Linked DNA regions of Sus scrofa: region 2 is linked to region 1. Evidence: chromatin contacts called from public HiChIP or PLAC-seq data. All regions are on one chromosome and are shown on one strand. The core of a region is the stretch at or near the end of the contact, and the rest is flanking DNA. Distances in the headings are between cores, read along the strand shown.

Evidence for each region. HiChIP or PLAC-seq counts read pairs in DNA pulled down with a chosen protein or histone mark.
Region 2: a contact with region 1 is called in an H3K27ac HiChIP or PLAC-seq map of alveolar macrophages. The contact joins two enhancer-like sites. A contact is called at or near these places in 2 of 2 datasets of contacts at active chromatin or transcription factors (alveolar macrophages and skeletal muscle).

What each region holds. Positions count from the first base shown.
Region 1 is chr14:56,209,599-56,217,267 of Sscrofa11.1, reverse strand. No RefSeq gene overlaps it. Among named protein-coding and RNA genes, the nearest start is that of TOMM20, 100 kb to the right of the region's middle. Within about 2 kb of position 3,582, at least 17 of the 83 cell types and tissues checked have an H3K27ac peak or open chromatin away from gene starts, as enhancers often do. A contact at or near this core is called in alveolar macrophages, where this site is marked.
Region 2 is chr14:56,471,134-56,478,802 of Sscrofa11.1, reverse strand. It overlaps LOC102158473 (a long non-coding RNA gene), which reads left to right. Exons shown (of 7, transcript XR_002338950.1): 5 at 1-177. Among named protein-coding and RNA genes, the nearest start is that of IRF2BP2, 71 kb to the left of the region's middle. Within about 2 kb of position 3,237, at least 27 of the 83 cell types and tissues checked have an H3K27ac peak or open chromatin away from gene starts, as enhancers often do. A contact at or near this core is called in alveolar macrophages, where this site is marked.

The DNA.
Region 1 (7,669 bases), core at 2,333-4,832:
AAACGATTCCACTTATATGAGATACCTGGAATGGTCATTTATAGAGACAGAAGTAGAATGGCCATGACCGGGGGTTGGAGTGGGGACTGGGGGACACGGGGAGTTTAATGGTTCAGGGTTTCAGTTCTGCAAGATGAAAAGAGTTCCATGGATAGGTGGTGGTGCTGGTTGCACAACAATACGAATGTCCTTAATGCCACCAAACTGGACAGTTGTAAATGATTAAAATGGTACATTTCCTTCTCTTTCTTTTTTTGCCTCTCTCTCTCTCTTTTTTTTTTTTTTTTTTTGTCTTTTTTAGGGCTGCACCCATGGCATATGGAGGTTCCCAGGCCATGGGTTGAATCGGAGTTGTAGCTGTTGGCCTATGTCACAGCCACGGCAACACAGGATCCAAGCCACATCTGTGACCTAAACCACAGCTTGTGGCAACGCCGGATCCTTAACCCATTGAGCAAGGCCAGGGATTGAACCTGCATCCTCATGGATGCTAGTCAGATTGTTTTTGCTGAGCCATGACAGGAACTTCCCTGAAATGGTAAATTTTGTATTGTGTATTTTACCATAATTTACATTTTTAAAAATCTTTATCACAGCTTCAAACATGTTCCCACCCATTGTAGAAGACAAGAGCACAGATCCCAGGAGCTGGGACCTGATAATTATGGGGCCACCATTCAGGCCACTACCTCCAGTTAGGAAACTACTGCAGTTGTGGTACGAAGATGATATGCTATGGCCTGGACTGGACTACAGGCCATGGGGATCAAACCTAGAGCTGCTTGGAGGCACTGTCACTGGGACTTGGGGCCAGCGTCGGGGGTATTCAAGCTGGCCCCCTGTGTTCCCAGGTGGGCAACTCACAGCCAGCTGTTCAGAGTGTGGAGAGCTGAGTTTTAGACACATTTGCAAATATTGACCAAAATCTGGGCCACTGGTCAAAGACCTGCCAAAATCTTTTTCTTTTTTTTTTTTTTTTTTTTTTTCTTTTGCTTTTTAGGGCTGCACCTGCAGCATATGGAAATTCCCAGGCTAGGGATCGAACTGGAGTCGCAGCTGCAGGTCTATGCCACAGCCACAGCAAGACCAGATCTGAGCTGTATATGCAACCTATGCTGCAGCTTACAGCAACACGGGATCCTTAACCTAATGAGCAAGGCCATGGATCAAACCTGCATCCTCATGGATACTAGTCAGGTTTGTAACCCAATGAGCCACAATGGGAACTCCAACCTGCCCAAATCTTAACATCCCACACAAAAGTCTTTGCTCCAAATGGATAGAAGAGAGCCTGGGTCACGCTCTACATCACTGGCATCAAGGGCCCCACAGAAGCGTGACTGGAGAACCCCCCCCCCAGGCAAGTACTGGGCCTGCCACTCACTCACTCCTCCTCCTTGGCTATGTTTGCTCCTCTGTAAAAGTGAAGGAAAGAAATTGAACAAATCCACACAGCACTGATTATGTGCCCAGTGCTGTTCTTTGTGCTTCACAAAGAGTAACGACTTTAATGCCCAGAAAACTCTGAGATAGCATTTGTACTGTCATCCCCATTTTAGGGAGGAGACAACCAAAGCACAGAGAGGTTAGGTCACTTGCGCAAGGTCACACAGCCCCATAAAAGCAGAACCTGGATCTGACTCTGACCTCAGATTCTGCACTCTTAGCCAATACCTCATGCTGCCTCCCCAGATCGACCCCAAAGCCAACAGCAAAGACCCCGATGATTAACTCAGCTGAAGTAAATTACCCGAACATGGGCCAGGCGATGCTTCTGCTAAGCACTGAGATACAGACTCCCAGGGATCAAGACCCTCTTCCTGCCTGTGGCCATTTGCCTCCAGGTGCACCTAAGGAGGAGAGGTGAGCAAGGACCAGGAAAGAGCAGGTTATTGATCAGATCCCTTCCTCCAACCCCAAAGTCCAGTCCAACAGCCTAGACACCTTCCAGGGAGAAGGGGGAAAGCTATCAGGAATGATGGCCACGGGGACAATGCTGGGGAAGCTTCCTGGAAAGTCCCTTGGTGTGGAAGCCGATGGAAGCAACTAGAAGTGGGTTGAGCCACAGCAGAGGAAGGTAGCCAGGGAGGAGTAAGCTGTGGCCTCAGCCCAGAGCAGGCCTGGGGAGCCACGGACAGAGGGCTCGGCCATGGGGCAGAGAGGGAGAGGAGTTGAGGCAAAGAGGTGAGGACCATGGTGATGCCGCAGGAAGGGGCTGGGCAGTTGCATCACTGAGACTGGGAGGACCAGGATCGTGGGCAGGAGGACCAGGCCTAACCGTAGATCCCAAATGACCTTTCCCCCAGACAGCCAGGCCATCTGGGATGAAACATCCGTGCGCTGAGCCACTCTGAGCCTCACTCCCAATCTCATGCCTATTTCCCATGTGACCAGAGCCTGGGTACCAGAAGCCTCTGGAGAGAAGACCCATCAGAGGAGCGAGGGATGGGAATGGGACCCAAATGGTCAGGTCACACGTCCCCTGGCTTCGGATGGGAAGAGCCTCCATGAAACTTCAGGATGACAACCCCCAAAATTGGCGAAGACAGTTCCAAATGGCTGCAACGAAATGGTGGTTTCCCACAAGCAGCTGAGACCTCCGGTGGGGGGTTCATCCAGGTCAGATGCAACTGTACCTTGTCAGGGTCTTTCCACTGAAGTTTCCAGCATAACTTAACCGTTTGGGGGTTTTATTTTATTTTATTTTTTTTCTTTCACCAAGGAAATAGGGGATGCCCAAGTTCAGGTCCCCAAACCAGAAAGACTGTGGGTGCCTCAAATAAAGCAGGGGGTTTTAGTGCAGTCCCCGAGGGGGACTCACTTCACCCTTGGTGCTGCCCCCCACCCCCACCCCACCCCCGCCCTGGCCTCTTCCTCTCTCCTTACGCTCCCATTCACAGAGAGGGCCGCCCACAATTCTCATCTCTCTCCTGCCCAAAGTCAGGGCTCTCAGCTTTACTGTGTCTAAAAATCTCCAGAGCAACCTGTCAAAGCCCCACCCTCCAATGCGTGGGATGAGGCCCAGGAATCTGCATTTTGCACCAGCATCTCAGCTGGTCCTCATACACTGGAGTAGAATCTCCCAGAAGGCAGACACCCTGTCTTTCATGGATCACCTGTGTGCCCAGCAAACGCTCGTGCTGGCTCATTCTGACACGCACACACTCACACCCAGAAGGCTGCAGGATGCACAGCAAGTATCCGAGCCTCTGTGGGTCAAGTTCTGAAGCACTGGGAGCCGGGGAAGGCATGTGTCACTGTGTTCCGGTCCCTCTGAAGCCCTCACCTGCTCTCTGACAGCTTCCCATCCTGAAACCACACGGTACAGTAAAAAACAGAAAAAAGAAAGCCGTTAGACCCCAGTGAATGTTATTTTTAATGAAAGTGGTGCGTTTTGACTCACAATATTGAAACCAGATTATAAATGAGTCATCCGTGAATCAACCACAAAGAGCCAGTGTGAAGGTGATTTACAGGCGGGCGCTGACGTCTGCCGTCCCTTCACCCACTTCGTGGAGAGTCTGTCAGGCTTGGAGTGGGTCTGGGGCATCTGTTGCCACGTCAGCTCAAAAGGATGCTGTGTTGTCACCAATGGGATTCCCCAGCCTGGCGGCATCGCGGTCCCACCCACAGAGCAAAGGCAGCCTTCACCGGACAAGGTGGTTACATCATAGCTGCTAGCTTCCAGGTAGTGACTGGTATGTACTGGAGAGAGACCTGTGCCATCTGTTCCTCCCATGCTCCCAGTCGCCTCCGTAAGGCCCACATCCTCCCACCTGGTCTTCGAGAGGCAGCCTACGAGAGGGCAGAAACGTGGGACTTAAAAGTGGGCTTGAGGAGTTCCCACTGTGGCTCAGCAGTAACAAACCCAACTAGTATCCATGAGGATGCAGGTTTAATCCCTGGCCTCGCTCAGTGGGTCAAGGATCCAGCATTGCCATGAGCTGTGGTGTAAGGTCAAAGACATGACTTGGATTCCGCATTGCTGTGGCTGTGACGTAGGCCAGCAGCTGCAACTCCAATTGGACCCCTACCCTGGGAACTTCATATGCTGCAAGAGCAGCCCTAAAAAGAAAAAAAAAAGAAAAGTGTGCTTGAGGAGTTCCCATTGTGGTGCAACAGTATCAGCACCATCTCTGCAGTGCCAGAATGCAGGTTTGATCCCCTGTCTGGTGCAGTTAGGTTAAGGATCTTGTGTTGCCGCAGTCAACACAACTGTAGCTTGGAACTGATCCCTGGCCAGGGAGCTCCATATGCCCCCAGGAAGGAAGGAAGAGAGAGAGAGAGAGAGAGGGAGGGAGGGAGGAAGGGAGGGAGAGGGAGAAAGAAAAAGAAAGAGAAAGAAAGGAAGAAAGGAAAAAGAAAAGTGGGCTTGAGTCCCAGCTCTAGCAGGGCAGCTGCAGAGAGTCAGGCAACAGCCTCCTGTTTCTCATGGCCTGAAATGTCAACATTATCACCTGCCTACCTCCCTTGCGGAAATGTTGCAAGGTTATCCTGGCCCATTCCAGGATAAGTAGTCGGTAGAGGACTGAAAACCTACTGTCTGAATGTGTCCTGCTGCTAAGCCACAGCCCCAAGCTCTCCAGGACTCTCCAGGACATCTGGAGAATGCAGCTGGGCTCCCAGCTTCCAGATGCCTTCTCAAAGTGGCCTCCATCAGGGCAGGAATCTACAGCAAAGAAACCCCTCTGACAACACCAGAGACAACAGGGTCAGTCTGGTAGGACAATGAACCATTGACCAATCCAGCAGGTCAGCTGGGAACACTGTGTCTACAAATCAGGATACACCATGAGCAAAACTATGGTCCACGTACAGTAACTACTCAGTAAATGCTATTAAACATGTGACCAAGAAAACATCCACAAAGAAGGTGAGAAATTCATTAAATCTGCATAAGAGAGAGAGAGGGCAGGGGAGAAGGAAAAAACTGTTCGGCAGAGGGAGTTCCCTCTGTGGCTCAGCAGGTTAAGAACCCAACTATTATCCATGAGATGGGGGTTCGATCCCTAGTCTCGCTGAGTGGGTTAAGGATCTGGTGTTGCCATGAGCTGTGGTTTAGGTTGCAGACGCAGCTTGGATCCTGAGTTGCTGTGGCTGTGTTGTAGGCTGGAAGCTGCAGCTCAGATTTGACCACTAGCCTGGGAACTTCCATATGCTGTGGGTATGGCCCTAAAAAGATAAAAATAAATGAATGAATAAATAAAACTGTTTGGCAGAGCCACCTGAAGTCCTCTTCTATACACTGCAGATGCACAACAGAATCAGCATTAAAGAGGAAGAGGGCACAGGCAAGGCTTTTAGGGTCAGGCGAATCTCAACTTGCATGCCAGCCTCTTCTCCCTGGTCCTGGGTCCTTGGGGAGGGTGTATATTGTCATGGGGACTCCATTTTTCCAGTGGCCTTCCTCCCAGGCTCGTGTGAGGATTAAGCAGCATCGTGTGTGTGTCATACTTAGGCAGTGCCTGGGACATAGGTAACACTCAATGAATGTTGGTTTCTTCCTGTGGAAGATGGCAAAATATGACCACAAATTTCTTCCTATCTTGGCAAGCATGCCCCCTTGACAATGACTTAGCTGCTCTCCCATCAAGAGTTAGTCTGGGGAGTTCCCTGGTGGTCTAATAGTTAGGATTCAGCGTTTTCACCACTGTGGCCCAGGTTCAATTCCTGGTCTGAGAACTGAGATTCCACATCAAGCTAATGCATGCTATGACCAAAAAAAAAAAAAAAAAAAAGTTAAAGTCTGTTTCCCTTCTCCCTTGAATCTGTGACTTGCTTTAGCCAATAGAATTTAGCAGAAGTAACAGTGTGTGACTTACATGGCTAGCCATTTCAGCTTCCTCATTTGCCCTCTTGAAATGCTGCCATGGCCTTGGGACCCCTATGGAAGGAAGCTGGTCTAGCCTGCTAAAAAGGACAGGCCATGGGAGAAGTGAGGTCCCCAACTTGCCTGCCAGCACCAGCTGCCAGACATGTGACCCTCCTGAAGTGACCTTTTAGCCTTTGGCTGAATGAAGCCACATGAGTGAGCCCAGGCAAAATCAGCAGAGAAACTGCCTCCCTCACCCCTAAAATCAGGAAAAATAATAAATCTCTGCTGTGTGAAGTCACTGAGCCTTAGGCCAATCTATTATGCAGCAAATTTTACTGACACACCCTTCTCATCCACTACCTCCAACAAATCTTCTCCCTTGGGTAACCTTGAATTTCCCCTAGCTACACCTGGCAGATTATTCAGTGAAATACTAACTGAGAATTTATTGGGACCAGGAGCTGTGATCGGCCTGTCATGAAGTCATTTTCATGTACACATGTTATAATAGTTCATCAATCAAACAATTAAATAGCACCTACCAACCTAAGCTGATAGTTAGCAAGTAGGCTTGTTCAACATTTAAAGTAGATCATGGAGAGCTCCCGCTGTGGTGCAGTGGGTTAAGAATCTCACAGCAGCAGCTTGGGTTGCTGTGAAAGTGAAGATTCGATCCCCAGCCCAGCACAGTGGTATAGAGGATCCACCATTGCCAAAGCTACGGCATTGCCGTAGGTTGCACCTGTGGCTTGCATTTAGTCCCTGGCCTGGAAACTTCCATGGGTGCAGCCAAAAAAGGGAAAAATACAGATCACAAATTCAGCTATTTATCCCCAATTCCACTACATTCTCTTGCCTGGATCACAGTAATATCCTTCTCATCTGTCTCTCCCTTTGAATTCTGTCACCCTACACATTGCCTTTCTCCACAGAGGGATTTTTGAAATATAGTCACTCGTTCTGCAAAAATTTAGTTTTGAGCAGAAATATCTACCTCCACAGAATTTACATTCTAGTTGACATTTTTAAAATGAATAGGTAAATTAATAAATAAAATATGTGGTGATAAGTGTTAAGAAAAAGAGTTCCATCATGGCACAGCAGAAACGAATCTGACTAGCACCCATAAGGACGCAGTTTCGATCCCTGGCCTCGCTTAGTGGGTTAAGGATCCAGCGTTGCCGTGAGCTGTGGTGTAGGTCGCAGATGTAGCTTGGATCCCACATTGCTGTGGCTGTGGCATAGGATGGCAGCTGTAGCTCCAATTTGACCCCTAGTCTGGGAACCTCCATATGCCTAGAGTGTGGCCCTAAAAAGCAAAAAAACAAAAAAAAAAAAACAAAAAACAAAAAGAAAAACAAACAAAAAAACAGGTGTTAAGAAAAAAATAAAGTAGAAAAGGTGAAGGGGAATAAGCAATATTGGGAGGGGTTACAATTTTTTTTTCTTTTTTGGTCCCCCAGCAGCTTGTGGAATTTCCCAAGCCAGGGATCAAATCTGAGCCGGAGCTGTGACCTACGCCACAGCGGCTGCAACACTGGATCCTTAACCCTCCGTGCAGGGCCGGGGATGGAACTGGCACCTCCACAGAGACAAGCTGGAGCACTGACCCTCCACACCACAGCAGGAACTCCAGGGACTGGAATTTTAGATAGGATAATCTCTCCGACCAGGAGAGATTTCAATGAGAGACGGTGACATTGAATAAAGTTCCCACTATTTCACAGTGGGTTAAGAATCCAACTACCATAGCTCGGGTTGCTGAGGAGACACGGGTTCAATCCCTGGCCTGGCACAGTGGGTTAAAGGATCCAGCATTGCCCGATTCAGTCCCTGGCCCGAGAACTTCCATAT
Region 2 (7,669 bases), core at 1,988-4,487, 260 kb before region 1:
TGCTTCAAGATGGCCGAGAACCAGAGCAAGACCAGAAGCTGCAGGATGAAATGATGCTCTGGACCAGACTGGTGGTTTTGACCAGAGGCTGCAAATGAGGCCTGCGTTTGGCTTGATGTGCTCAGCTCACTAAAATGCAAGGCCTCCCGGAGAGGAAGACCTTGCCACCATTTGTAGGTGAGTTGCTGATGTGTGTTCATTACCAAGGCTGTTCTGGTCCAGGCCCTAGAGAGAGAAGAACGTCCCGATAAGCCTTGAGAGTCAAGCTAAGCAAGAGCAAAGCCAGGTGGGAAAAGGGAGGCACGGGCCCATTGGGTTCTGCAGCAACGCCCCTGGTGGGCGGAGCCCCATGGCCCTGGTGGGTGGAGGTTTCTCAAGACACACCCCACCCAGAGACTTTGGAAAAATCCAGGGCACAGAAGTCTCCTAAGGCAGGCTAGCAAAGCAGCGCATCATCAAGCAGGGAACACTGTGGTTTGCAGGCAAGACCGGAGGGGAACAGAGGATATGGAAACTTTCATGGACATGGAAGTGAGAATCAGGTGGGCCCAGCTCAGAGCAGTCATGAAAGAAACAGGCCCGGCCCGGCAGAAGAGGACAGATGGGCAGGGAGGAGAGGCTGCTCAGCGCTGCTGGGGAGGGAACATGCCAAAGCTTGTCTGGCCTAGTCAGGGATTCTGGGTGACACTGTTAGCAAATGACAGCTGACATGGAGGCGGCATCGCAGAGGTTAATGGATGACTCAGAGGCATTATTTATTATTGTTATTTTTGCCCCCGCTCATGTGGCTTATAGAAAGTGCTTTGTCAAGATTTGCAGGCCCAGCCATGTATAGATGATCTAAGACTGGTTCTTGGGGGGAACCCCTGTTGATGCAGCTGGAAAGCAGCCTGGGAGCAGGGGGGACTGAAAGATGGCTGAGGGGCACAGAACCAGGACGAAGAACGAGGCTCTGGACCCCTCCATACTAGGCGGGCAGCTCCAAGTCCACAGGCTTGAAGAAGACGGGTCAGGACAGGCTCTGCTGCCAGACTGCGGAAAAGCCATGAAAATTCTTCAAGGTGACCTGGCCCGGGTTGGCTTAACATAGCAGCCGGCCCAGTGGCACATTAATGAATTGCATTATCCCCGGAACATTTGCCAAGGGACTGATGTCTCCAGGATTCACTCAGGGTGATTGGTGACTGTATCAACTGAGAGGGTACAAATTCCAAGCCATCACCTAGCAAGTTCAGTATATGTGAAAAAGCTGGGCTGTTCTCCATAACGTGATGAACTACTCTAAGGAGAGCAAGACTGCGATTTTTTTTTTTTTCCCTTTGGATCTCTCTCTCCATCTAATCTGTCTATTGCTGAAGACAAGGTTGGGTCAGGCAAGGAAAGAAAGCACTTACCTGGATATGCATTGAATATAGACACAGAAGCTTTTGAGAATCTTAGAATGTTTTCTGTTATTTATGTGTTTGTCTCATTGTTTTTTTTTTTCTTTCTTCCTTTTTATTTATTTGTTGGTTGGTTTTTTGGTCTGGCCCATGGCATGCAGAAGTTTCCTGGCCAGGGATCGAACCTGAGCCACAGCAGTGACAACTCTACATCCTTAACCACTAGGCTGCTAGGGAACTCCCTCTTTCTTTCTTTTTAAAGAGCCTTCTTTTAGGTTTGGAAATCCCAAAGTGTGAGCAACCCTATTACGACTTGGATTTTGGCTTCTGAACACGCACGTTAATATGCGACTATATGCTCAAATGATTTTTGCGTGAAATTCACCCAGGCTTTCCAGGAACCAAGGAATCCAGCAGAGGGTTTCGTGAGAGCTTGCATGCAGGCCATGAATAAGACCATTGAGCAACTTTCTTGGGCTATAAATACCTCTGCGGCAAGCTTAAGAATTCAGTGAAATCCAGGGGGCACACGCATCTTTGAGGGGACAGACCCATGTGGAAGAGGGCCAAAGTCAAGACATGCTTTCCCTTGGGCACCATTTTTTTAGACTGCTTGTGGTGGGATTGGCCCGTGTCTCTCTGCCCACACAAACTCTCAGCTCCTAGCAGCTCTTCTGGAACATCTGGGACTTGCAGCAGCTGGGCAAGTGGAGTGGTCCAAAGGAAGAAGGGACTGGTGATGAAGAAGGGCCAGGCTGCCAAAACTCAACTGAGAAGATGGCCAGCATGACCCCCCCTCCTTCTTAAGGGCCGGAGTTCCTTCAGAATGAGCCAGATCCAAACAGGGCCCTCCCCGACCTGTAATGCACAGCTTAGCAGAGGGTCTTAGGGAAAACCGCAGTCCAGGCTGATGCTGCAGGGAAGTCCAGGGATCTTTCAGCCAAAGGGATTGGCTAGGGGTGAGGCTAGGCGGGAGCAGAGCTTGAGCTCATGGTACCAAAGGGACACAGCCTTAAGGACAGCACTTCCAATCACATGATAGCATGACAGGAAACAGTAAATGGAGAAACCAATGAGAAGGCCCAGGACACTTCTTTGGAAAAACCCAAGAAGGCCTTGAGCACCAGCCAGGATTCTACAAGGGCTATTCACATTTGGCTGGAGGCCGGCTCTAGGGAGAAGTCACAATCAAACACTCCCTGGATGTGTCTTCAGAGGAGTGATGCACACTTCTGAGCTCCTCTGGGGCCAAGCGAAGCCCCAAGGTCCCAAGGTCCCCAAGTAAACAGAAGACGGCCTCCCACACTCCTGGCGCTAACACGCAGGAAGCTGCTGGCCTCTGGCCCCTTATTGGCTGGGCCACACCTCTCATGACAGCCTTCTTGGCCTTACAGGCCCTAGTCATCCCAGCTGGGTTAAGAAAAGGTAACAGAGTAAGTGGAGAATTCAGGGCACTGGGCGGAGTTCAAAGATAGACTTCATCAGCGTAAGCAGCACTTTCCTGTTTTTAGGGCATATAATTACAATGTCTGCATTCAGCTTGGGATCCAGCTTCCTAGACTGACTCAGTCCACAGCAGCCCCTCCCTCCCTGTCCTTCTCCAGGACATGGATTGCCTTGAATCATTCTTAAATGTTTCCTGTATATACCACATTCTTTCCATTTTCCTAATCCTACGCTGTGCCTGGAACGAAACTCAGAGGCAAGGAAATAATGGCCCCTTCTTGTCCTCAAGGGGACTTACAGTCCAGTGAAAGAACAGGCATGCAGAGAATAACGTTACTGTGACAGCACAGAGGTGAGAGACCCAAGGCCGGCTTGGCTGGTAGGCTCCACAGGAGGAGAAATGGACCAAGATGTTACCCAGGCGACAGTAGGTGTGACTTGATACCTCACACCAGAAGTAGAAGCCAGGTGGAGAGTCACTGTGGAAAAGCACCTGGAAATCTAAAACCAGGGGAGCCTGAGTGGCCAGAAATGGAAAACTCAAGTGGGGGCGGCAGGGGCTGGTGTTGGTGGGGGGGTACACAAAGCAGAAATCAGGAAGCAGAGAGCTGAGACCAGTGAAGCGGAAGCTGGGGCTCTTGCCTAAAATTGCTACTACTCACAGCTTGGGGGGGGCGGGGGTGAGGCCAGGACTAAGCTTGTAGATGGGTCAGCTAGACTGCAAAGATCAGGGGCAGGATGACAAGAGATAGCAGATTTAGGAGATGATTAGGAGGCAACTGATTATGAGGCAGGAAGGAGAAGGAAGCATCTAAAATAATCCTGAGGTTCTAGCCTGGAGGCGGCCTGGCAAGGCGCCTGGTAACATAAACCAGCAGACTAGGGGAGGGGCAGGCTGGAGAAGGAAGGGGCTGGTCCCTCTGGGGCAAGTTGAGTGTCAAGGTTTTCACGGGGTGACCCAATAGACTGGTTAGGGAGTCACTGGAAATACAGCCTCTGTACCCCAGGATCCGGATCAAGACTGGAGACTGCATCTGGGGGTCATCCGCCAGGAGTGTAGACGGTCACCACAGAAGGTGATTGGCAGGTCCCAAGGCCAAAACATAGGGATCCTGCATGTCCCAAGAGCGGCTCTGAGTATGAGAGAGCCATGTATTGGGGAGGCGGGGTGGGTGCAGACGCTGAATCTCAGAGGCAGGGAAACAGGTGGAGGAGGGGACCTTGAGGCCATGAAGGTACCCTTCTTCAAAAACGAGCTTGATGGTGAAGGGAAGGCATGACATGGAGCAGTCATTTGAGAGGGGTTTTTTAGAGCAGGATGTCCTTGGCATGTTCCAAGGACATGGGAAAGGAGCCAACAAGTAGACAGCATTGAAAGTTCAAAATAGTGGAAATGATGGCAGGGAGCAGGAGGTCTGGGGGAGGGGCTGGCGAGGGGTCAGGTGGCAGAGCATCCTTTAAAGGGCCGCAACCCTTCATTTTCAGAGGCTGAGGGAGGGCTTGCAGGATGGATGAGAAGCTGGGCAAGGTGGTAGTGCCATCAAGCAATAAACACACCACTGCTCCTAGGACCGTGTGTGTGTGTGTGTGTGTGTGTGTGTGAGAGGGGCGTGAGAGAGAGAGAAAGAGAGATCTCAGATTATCAAGGCAAGGAGTTCCCACTGTGGCACAGTGGGTTAAAGGATCCAACATTGCTGAAGCTGTAGCGTAAGTTGCAGCTGCAGCTCAGATTCAGTCCCTGGCCTGGGAACTTCCATATACTGAGACGTGACCATAAAAACAACAAAAAAGATTATCCAAGCAAGTCTTTACAAAGCGCTGAGTACCAGTCACTCTTCATCTCTTGAGAGCTGGGCTGTGCCTTTAAAGGTTATTTGTATTGACCTGGCACACTTTGCCAGAGTGAATTTAATAGGAATAAGATGAGGAGAAGAACTCAACTTACAGTTGAAAAATAATAATTACTCAGTGAAAAGAAAGGATATTAAAAGAAAGAAAGCGTTTCCTCTCTTTTAAGTTGCTATCTTGTTTATATGCCTTTTTTTTAATTATAGTTTATTTACTGGAGTTCTCCTGTGACACAGAGGGCTAGGGAACTGCATTTGTCACTTTGGTGGCTTGGGTCACTGCTGTAGCACAGGTTCGATTCCTGGCCTGTGAACATCCACATGCTGTAGGCACAGCCAAAAAATATAGTCAATTTACAATGTTGTGTTAGTTTCAGTATATGGCAAAGGAATTCAGTTACATATTCTTTTTCACTTTCTCTTCCATTATGGTTGATAACAGGATACTGAATCTAGTTCCCTGTGCTATACAATAAGACCTTCTTGTTTATTTATTTTATATGTAGTAAAAGAACCCCAAACTCCAAATCTAGCTCTCTCCCCCATCACACACACCTTTCCCTTTGTAACCATAAGTTTGTCTTCTATGTCTGTGAGTTTGTTTCTGTTTTGTAGATAGGTTAATTTGTGTCATATTTTTATTTTTTATTTTTTATTTTTTTGTCTTTTTGTCTTTTGTTGTTGTTGTTGTTGCTATTTCTTGGGCCGCTCCCGCAGCATATGGAGATTCCCAGGCTAGGGGTCGAATCGGAGCTGTAGCCACCGGCCTACGCCAGAGGCACAGCAACGCAGGATCCGAGCCGCGTCTGCAACCTACACCACAGCTCATGGCAACGCCGGATCGTTAACCCACTGAGCAAGGGCAGGGACCGAACCCGCAACCTCGTGGTTCCTAGTCGGATTCGTTAACCACTGCGCCACGACGGGAACTCCATATTTTTATTTTTTAAGTTTCATTGAAGTATAGTTAATTTACAAGGCTGTGATCATTTCTGCTGTACCGCAAAGTAACCCAGTCATGCATATATACATATCCATTCTCTCTCGGATTCTTTTCCCACATAGGCTGTCACAGAATACTTGGTCCATTGGCTCTACTGGGTAGAGTTCTCTTTGCTGTACAGCAGGTCCCTGTTGGCCAGTCATTCCATACATCTCCGTGTGCAGATGCCAGTCCCAAACCCCCAGTCCATCCCTCCCCCTGACCTGTCCCCTTTGGTAACCATAAGTTTTTCAAAGTTTATGAGTCTGTTCTGCAAATAAGTTCATTTGTGTCCTTTTTTTTTTTTTTTTTTTGGCTTTGTTTTTAGGGCTGTACCTTCAGCATATTGAAGTTCCCAGGCTAGGGGTCAAAGTGGAGCTGCAGCTGCCAGCCTACACCACAGCTCATGGCAATGTTAGATTCTTAACCCACTTAGCAAGGCCAGGGATCAAACCCGCACCCTCATGGATTCTAGTCGGGTTCTTAATCCATTGAGCCACCGTGGGAACTCCCATCCGTATCTTTTAGATACAAATTTTAGATTCCACATATAAGTGATATCATATAGTCTCTCTGTCTTTCTTTTTCTGATTTACTTCACTTAGTACGATAATCTCTAGGTCCCTCCATGTTGCTGCAAATAGCATTATTTCACTCTTTTATGATTGAGTGATATTCCATTTTATATATATGTACCACATCTTCTTTATCCATTCCTCTATTGATGGACATTCAGGTTGCTTCCATGTCTTGGCTATTGTACATAGGACTGCAGTGAACATTGAGGTGCGTGTATCTTTTCAAATTTTAGTTTTCTTTGGATAGGTGCCCAGGAGAGGAATTGCTGGATCATACAGCATTAAGTTACTATCTTGTTTAGAGTTTAGAGTCAGGCTGAGCTGGGTGGACCTAAGGTGTCAGTTTGGCCCATTGGCTCTTTTAGCTTCCCTCCATGTCTCTTTATTAGTCTTGTTAGGGCACACAGTATACTTCCCATAAACATTCAGCTAAAGTGAGTCTGTGAGCTTTCGCCAGCTAAGCAAAGAGCAGGGTGTTGTTTGGCTTCATCCCGTGGCTTTGGCTCGATATTTAACACAGATCTGCTAGGAAGTTTCCTCTTTGTAGCCACCTGGGCTCAGCTTTTCCCTTCCTGCCCACTCACAACATTTAAAATGCACCTCTTCATTGTTTGCACCTGATTATAGTCCATTTCGCACCTTAATAGTGCTTATAGCTTCCCGTCTCATAGTGTAGTCATTGATGTTCATTCTTATCTTATCTCCTTTACACATTAAACCCAAGTTCCTGGAGAACAAGGTCCATAACTGATTCATCTTTATGTTCCTATCACAGCAACTGGATTAGACACTGAATGCGTATTTGTTCTTGGAGGAGTAAATGGTCCACTGTCTCATGTGTTCATGCTTTTCTGGACTTGGCTTTCTCACTTACAGGATGAGGCAGCTGAATTAGATTCTGTAAGGTCCTCCCCACTCAAACTTTCAAGTATTTAATGGGTCTTGGTCCCTTCCTGACCATGCACATTAGAGAATCATTCCTAGGAGTGAACCACTGTTTTAGCCCTGAGCTAAGACATAGTAGATTTAGAATTTAAAATCTATTGAGAGAGACAGAAATAACCCATATGAAAATAGCCCAAAAGATGAGAATTGCTTATGTTGAAGTCTGAATTGTGTGCCAAACCCTGGAGATGAGAAAACAAACAGATAATCAACGCCGGGGTCCAGATGTGGGCAGTGTCACTTTAGAAATTCTCTGCTGTCACTCAATACACCAATATGGCAGATGGCACTTTCAGTTGTGTTGGTCCTTATCTGATCATCCTTTAGAAAAGGAATCGGAAGTGGAATCAGTGACCTAATTCAACAGAGAGCAGAAATAGGGCTGGGACTGTTGTGTTTGAATGAAGGGTTGCCAAAGGGCTGGTCTGCAGAGGGTCTGGATACACAGTTGGGTGTCAGTAGGCCATGAAGAGCCTGAGTTGCGAGAGA